Regions from separate parts of the Mus musculus genome. Here region 2 is linked to region 1. Evidence: chromatin contacts called from public Hi-C data. All regions are on one chromosome and are shown on one strand. Each heading gives the region's core, a stretch centred on a gene start, on an enhancer-like site or on the middle of the called end of the contact. The rest is flanking DNA. Distances are from core to core; before and after follow the strand shown.

Region 1 (3,663 bases), core at 844-3,343:
GGAGGTTACATGGATCAGCTTCTGATTGTCTTGTGCCAGGTGGTTAGTGATGTGCATTTCTATGTCTTGAACATTTAACCACAGATTAAGATAGGGCTGCCTACCACAGATGGCCCATTCTGAGATAAGTTATTTTCCTATTCTTGTGGGTTATCTCGAGGCTGTTCTTTGGGAGGAGGTCTTATGACCTTGTTTCTGGAATTTATGGTCTGTTTCTGAAGCTGGTGACCTATGACCTAATTCCTGATATTTAAGGTCCATTCCTGGAGCAGGTGGCTTATAGCCTAGTTCATGGGAATGGTGACTTTATTTTGAAATAAGTCCTGGTCCTAAAATGAAGACAAATGGAGTTTATGTGATCTTTCCACACTGCCTGCATGGGCAATCTATCGCTAGCTACACACACAAAGAAGAGTGACTGCTCTGTCCTTCCCAGCCATCAACTGCCAATACCCACTTATTAGTTAATAGACCTTGGGAGACACTTCTGTCCTTGATATAGTTTCCACTGGTTTGAGTCTGAGAAGGTTTGTGTAGGTAATTTCAGTTGTGTGTTCATGTGCACAATGGCTATGTCATGTCCAGAAGAAAACATTTCCCAGCTGTCTTCCCCCATCCTCTGACTCTTGCATTCAATACAACGATTATTATGAAGAGTAGAAGTTGTTGGCTTATAGAAAATTCTCCTAGGTCCTGCCCAACAGCTTGTTAGCCACCTGCCAAACTGGAATTATAAGAGAGACTGCTCTCTCTCTACACTCCCTCTCATCTTCTCCCTCTACCTCTCCTCCCTCTCCCTCTTCCTCCCCTTTCTTCTCCCTCTTCCTCTCTCTATCTCCTAGTCTCTCTCTCCCTCTCTTTCCCTCTCTGTCTCTCTCTCTCTCTCTCCCTTGCTGTCTGTCTCTCTCTCTGAGTCTCTCTCTCTCTCTCTCTCCCTCTCTGCCTGTCTGTCTCTGTCTCTCAGTCTCTCTGTCTCTCTCTCTCTGTCTCTGTCTCTCTCTCTCGTTCTCAGCCAGCCTCTTCTCTGCTCTTTCTGTTTTTTTTTCTGTTTCTTTCCTTTCTCTGCCTCTACCTCTTTTCCATGTCCTCAATAAACTTCCTTTTATACTAAGCCTGTTGTACGAGAGATGACTCAGTATGGGCCAAGATGTACCTTCCCTCCACAGTATACCACCAATTTATAAAACACAACAGAAGCTGTTAAGTTGATTCCCTCTGAATGTTCTCATAAACATCTCAGAAACCACAACAATACCCCAAGTCTTGAGCAGACCTTGAGGTCTCTTGTGCTACTTGCCAACTTTTCTTGACTCTTGCAAAATTATCCTGCCTTGTAGCCTTCTGTGTTCTCCCATATACTGCTTCATTAAAGTGAAGAAGAAATGGGTTGATCTCCCTGATGGATCTCCCTTGCACCAACATTTCTGGCAAAGCAGAAAATCCAAAAACCAATAAAGTATGCAGTTGGGAGAATAAGCTATTCTTTCAGGCAACATTGAACAGAATGGAATCTAAGCATAATACAAACATTTAACTGACAGGGTACACATGCAGACAGATACATAGAATATCTAAACTGAAAGGGATTTCTAAAAATTTATTTTAGCTGCAGAAATAATCTCTGAAATAAAAGCATATGTTGCTGTATATAACAAGTTCTTACACCTTTTCCATTGCTAACCCTTCATCTCTTTCAATGTTTTTCATATGTATAAAGAGTTGGTAGTAGAAGTAACTATAGATGGACACACGCTTATTAATAAGCAGTCCTTGGAGAACAAGACCAGCTCTAATCCTCCTCTGTTCTCTGCCCTCTGAAGCCACTGGTAGATTGCTGGTAGTTCAGCCAACTTCTGGCCCATTTGTTTCTGATCCATGACACTTTCTTGCTTGAAAATTGAAAGATTGAATTTGGACATGATGTCTCATGATCCAGCCTACTATATCTGTGTTCTACACTACACTTATAAGAAAACCCCTGCTAACATTAGGCTGTTTTGTCTTCCACTGCTTCTAGTGCAGGTGAACAGCCATGGCTGTGATCACACCCTAGGTCTCTTCCTTCCTGATGAACTCAGGCAGCTCAGCCTTGGCCCAGTTGGCTCTAAACTTTCTTTCACTTTAACTCAGAAAAGCTGACCTTTAACACACATAAACTGACCTTCCTTTCTGTGAGCGTTGACTTTAGAAAATGTGTAATTAAAAACTCTTTCTCTGTCCCCTTGAGGTGTAAATCTTCTCAGAAGACTATTACCAGTTACATAACCCAGGAATGTCTTTGTCAAAGACCTAGGAAGCATTTTCTTTGAAATGTCAGCATGAAAGAACAGCACACCCCTATCTCCCAGTCTCCATGGGAGGGTGGAAGCCCAATTTCCATGGATGCCAATTAGCAAACACAGATGGCCTAATCACAGAGAAAAGCATTTGCAAATTCAGGAATAACTCCATGTGCTCAATACATCCTATTGATCAATCTCTCTGCTAATGGGTTGTGGGAGGGGAGTGCTTGCCCTCCAGTAGTTTTCCACCCGCTCATTCCTGTGCTTGCAAGCCCTTCTGCCTTTGGTGTTACTGAAATTGAGCTCCTTTTCTGTTTTATTGCAGTGGTCTGAATTAAGTTATCTTTGCCTGCCTTTGTGCACTGGGATGGTTGCTTGTATATTCTTTCACCCCATTTTAAATCTTACATTCTTTTTGCTCTGCTGGCTGAGACAATGAAGTGGAATGCACCAATCTCTGATATTTCTCTTGACTCAACTTTAAGGAGGTGGTACTGACCCTAAGGGCCCTAAGAAAAATAAAAACATAACAAATTCTAACTTCTTCAAATGAGAAAATAAAACCTAATTTAGCAGAGTCCTCCTACACTACCCCATCCTATACTTTGGTGTAATACCCAGTTCTACAAAGCTGACATATCCTATATACTGCCAATTATGGATCTGAAGCAAATTTCTCTTGGGTGTCACATTCTTCCTGACTTTTCCTTAGTTGGTCTCCACTGTGGCAAAATTCACAAGGCTCCACGGGAGACATGTTCTCACTCAAAAAGGCCACATCTGTCAAAGGGAGTAGGAAACCATGGACTCTGAGCTGAAAAGCATTTAGCACTGAGTCTCTGATTTTGGGGCCGAGCACACTGTTCCTCTATACAAAGACAGGTTTTTTTTCTTTTCCTCCAAGTCTTTGTGTGACTATGGAAAATGGGAATAAGCCTTCCATCCTAATGATGCCTCATGTTTGAAAGAAAACTACCTGGGCCCATAATAGAATGGTGGTTCAAAGATACTTCTTCCTTCAAGGCTTGATGGAAAGTTCTCTTTCTTTGATAAGTATATGTAGAAGCATTTTGGGTCCTTTCATTGGAGGTCAAGCTCAAGTTCTACTTCAACATTCCTCTTAAACACCAATTCTGTAAGTGAAAAAAGGTAACTCTGGTAGCCCAAGGATATAGACAATGTCTCTTGAAAGTATAACGTAAAAACAAAATTCTAAGCCCAGGCTTGGGAATGTGACCTCTGTGACTTTATGCTCCAAGGTATGCTAATCATAAAACAGATGGAAACATTCCTCCACCTACCCGCTTCCTGGGTTCAAAGAGTGTTCATTCAAAGAATGTGCTATTGTTAGGGGCTCTTAGAAACTGTCTTGAGAGATAAC
Region 2 (3,663 bases), core at 838-3,337, 510 kb after region 1:
TTGGAGGATATATATATATATATATATATATATATATATATATATATATATATATATACATACATATATATATGTATATATATATATATATATATATATATATATACATATATATGAAAATCATCCTATATACAGTTGGGGAAGCTGAAAAAATACACCTTATCCTGAAAATTAATGCAGCCTAGAGTTATTAATGGACGAGTAGTCAAAACTGGGACAGAGACATGAGATTATTAAGAAGTATATTAAATCAATGTAGAATTTACTCAAATCTAAACGTTACATTGTGTTATTTTTTAAGCATGAATAACCATAAGAAATATGCATTTAAGTAAATGAGGTAGAGGACTACAATGTGTGTAATTTGTTGTCAAATAAGTCAGCAAATATTTTTCTGTGTGTGTGTGTGTGTGTGTGTGTACGCGCGCACGCGTGCGTGTGTATGTGTGTGTGTGTGTGCACATACAAATGTGCATGTGTATGTGGAGGAGAGAAAACCCAAACAGAAAGTAAGTGGGATAAAACAGTGATAGTGCTGAGTCTAAATACAAACTGTATAAGAACACTTTGCCCCTAGGTAATATCAGTTCATATCTAAGATGCTGCCATCTAAATTACTCACCCTGAAGATTATTACAAACTTTAGACCAATATCTCCAACTGTTACTTAGTCATGTCCATTAGGATACACCAGAGGTACTCCAATATTAGCCTTTCAAAGTTGATTTTATATCATTTGCCCTTTAAACTCATTTCCTTCTCCATTCTCTAGTGCCAAACTAGTTCTTTCCTCTCCCTTCCAAGGCCCAACAAACATTGCCACAACTAGCCAAAAAATAGAAAATAATTAAAAATTAAAAAAAAATCAAGCCACCCTCTAAAGCCTCCTGAATTAATTCACCTCTCTTAATCCCTACTGCCATAATTGTGCTTCATAGAGCACACAGATTACAACCATCAGCTCAGAGGTGGTCTCCTATATTCAGGACATATCTCTCTGTAACCCATTACATGACTTATGGTTAATTTCTAAAGGTCAAATCTGATTCCATTAATGCTCTGCTTAAAATCCTAATTGTATCCCTGTGGCTCTGAGATTAAAATCAAAATTGTCAAAAATAATTTACAAGCTCTATGAAGGCACTTGTTTCCTAGAATGTCATCTCTCTCCTATTTTCTGTCCCCTCGAAGCCACAGTGGGCTTCATCATGAGTTGGTCTTTGTGCCTTGAACACTTTCTCCATGCCACCCCACCCTCATAAAAGCTAATCTTTTAATAATATAATCCCATTTACTTGATCTATTAGTACTTTTAAATCACAATTTAGATGATGTCAGTTAACACATGCTACCCAAAGTATGATTAATTTAGAAGGAAATTTAAAATATAATACCATTATTATTCATACATTGATTAATCTGGCATATATCAATTGTGCTTTCAATCAGTTCAATTTTCTATAAATATTTCTTGAACACCTGCTGAATGGCTACGTGTGTTTGGGTCATAAAGCAGGCATGCTTTGCTATCTGACAGTATTGGTTTAGATGCAGGGACTGTATTGAACATCTCCGTGCTTAAATCTTACTCAAGTTAACTAGCCATAAATCAATATGTATCACTTGGCGGTAAGTGTTTGGAAGAAAACGTCATACAGAGGGGTACAGGTGCTTTCTGATACACATCAGTAGTCAGAAGAGCTCTCGGATCAGAGAGCATGCAGCCAGAGGCTTGGATAAAATGAAGAACATTCAAGGAGTGCAGGAACTGCAATGCCAAAGCCAGCTGGCAACATGCTCAGCTTGTTCCTAGTGATAGTAAAGGACTAGTAAACATGCCCACAGTGCAAAAAAGCACTGGTGAGGAGCTCTATGGGGGCAGAACCTGCTCTCTTAAACAGAGAACTCACTCTGTTGGTTCTAATGCAACCTTGGTATTAATTTCAATTGTCCTAAAGATATTCTGTGTAAACAGAGACAACAAATTGAACTGCAGTTTGTGAGAAGGAAAGAACATTGGGGACAAAGGCAAATAGAAACAGACTCCCTAGTGCAATACTGTTGCCCAAAGGGTTGGGAACAGAGCCCAGAACACCAGAAGCAATGTTGGGAATACAGCAGCCAGTAGATCAAAGCTCTGGTCACTCGCAAACCAGTGATAATGCCTTCTCTCTTTCCTCCGACCTTTTCCAGCCCTATTCCTTCCTGCCTGCTTCAATCCTGAGATAAGCCACAGCCGATTCTTTCCCAGCCTTTAGGTGGTGGTGGAGAGAGTTCTTTTTGCCTTTGAACTCCAGCAATGATTTTTCGTTTGTTTGTTGTTGGGAAGTATAATAAATGGTTTTCAAATATAATATAATGATGTTCAGTTTCTCACTGTTTCCAGACACATGTTCAAAATAGAGCTAATGTGGTTGAATTCTGCTTTGTGTACATTCTGTATGGTAAAAATAAAAACGAGGAGATATAAATACAGCTTATGATAGAATGCATAGTGAGAATGCCTGAGACCCTAGTCTGCAGGTAAATAAAACAGGAGAAATCCTTATGTTTTTCAAAAGACAACAGTCTTTCTCCAATACACCTGAAAGATCTGAACTGATTTCTCAGATGACTTCTAGTCCATTTTCTTTTCTTATTGGTTAGTATCCAATCGTTAGGTGCTCATTTCACTTTATATATATTTCATCTCTGTGTAATGTCCATAATCTTTACGTACAAAATGTGATGAGAATATGATTTCAAGTTTGTGTTAAATAAGCAAATAAAACAGAAGAGAAATTGGAAGGGCAAATGAAGTGAAATAAAAACAAGGGACACAAGGAACAAAATCTCAGTGCAGTGGGGTTTTATATGGCAAGGGATTAAAAATCACACAACTTATAACAGTCTTCACTGTGGCCGTTTAAACCTCTAGTCCTGCATTTGGGAGCCTGAGGTAGAAGCACTTCAGGGAATTCAGGGACAGCCTAGGGTAAGAAGAAAGACCCAATCTCAAAAAACAAAACAAAAGTCTCCATTCCTCATATTAATATTTAACCAAACACTGAACTCATTTACCAGTAGCTGAGGCTTTTCTTTTCCTGATTTCATTTCCTTTATGCATTTTGAATTTTCTAAAGCAAACACAAAGAACATTTTAATTTTTAAACCTTGATCATAAAACATCTCTATATTGCTAAGAACATGGTACTAGCAAGACTCACCTTGGCATGGCAGGCAATATTTGAGATGCCCATCCACATTGTCTCAAGTTCTATTGCAGAAGCTATTTAGATAGGTTTTAAAAATGGACTTTTTAAACTTTTACTGAGCTTGTTTAACAGTTTATACAGGCATTCTGATTATTGCCACCCCTTCTATCTCTAAACCCCTCCTACCCTGCTTCTCTCTTCCACATCTGTGGCTTTTTGTTGTTTTCCTTTGAGTTTATCGAGTTGTTTGTTTGAGAGACACTGAGTTTAGCAAGACTATCTGTGTGACCAGGGTGTGCAACCATCTACTGGAAATCCATGCACTCCTCAGTGGGTCCATGCTCCTCCATATGAATTCGACTGTGTGGGGTTAAAGAGATTGCTCAGTGGTTAAGAGCACTGGCTCCTCTTGTAGAAGACCCACATTCAATTCCCAGAACACACATGGTGGTTACAACGACCAGTAACC

Evidence for each region. A called contact is a pair of places that touch in the nucleus more often than the background predicts.
Region 2: a Hi-C map of liver shows a contact between it and region 1, with 4 times the contacts expected there. The contact joins two enhancer-like sites. A contact is called at or near these places in 1 of 484 Hi-C or Micro-C datasets (liver) and 1 of 9 other capture datasets (embryonic stem cells).

Annotation. Positions count from the first base shown.
Region 1 is chr15:41,230,483-41,234,145 of GRCm38.p6, forward strand. No RefSeq gene overlaps it. Among named protein-coding and RNA genes, the nearest start is that of Gm46502, 58 kb to the left of the region's middle. Within about 2 kb of position 2,094, at least 10 of the 459 cell types and tissues checked have an H3K27ac peak or open chromatin away from gene starts, as enhancers often do. A contact at or near this core is called in liver, where this site is marked.
Region 2 is chr15:41,742,889-41,746,551 of GRCm38.p6, forward strand. All of the region lies in intron 3 of Oxr1 (oxidation resistance 1), which reads left to right. Among named protein-coding and RNA genes, the nearest start is that of Abra, 120 kb to the right of the region's middle. Within about 2 kb of position 2,088, at least 25 of the 459 cell types and tissues checked have an H3K27ac peak or open chromatin away from gene starts, as enhancers often do. A contact at or near this core is called in liver, where this site is marked.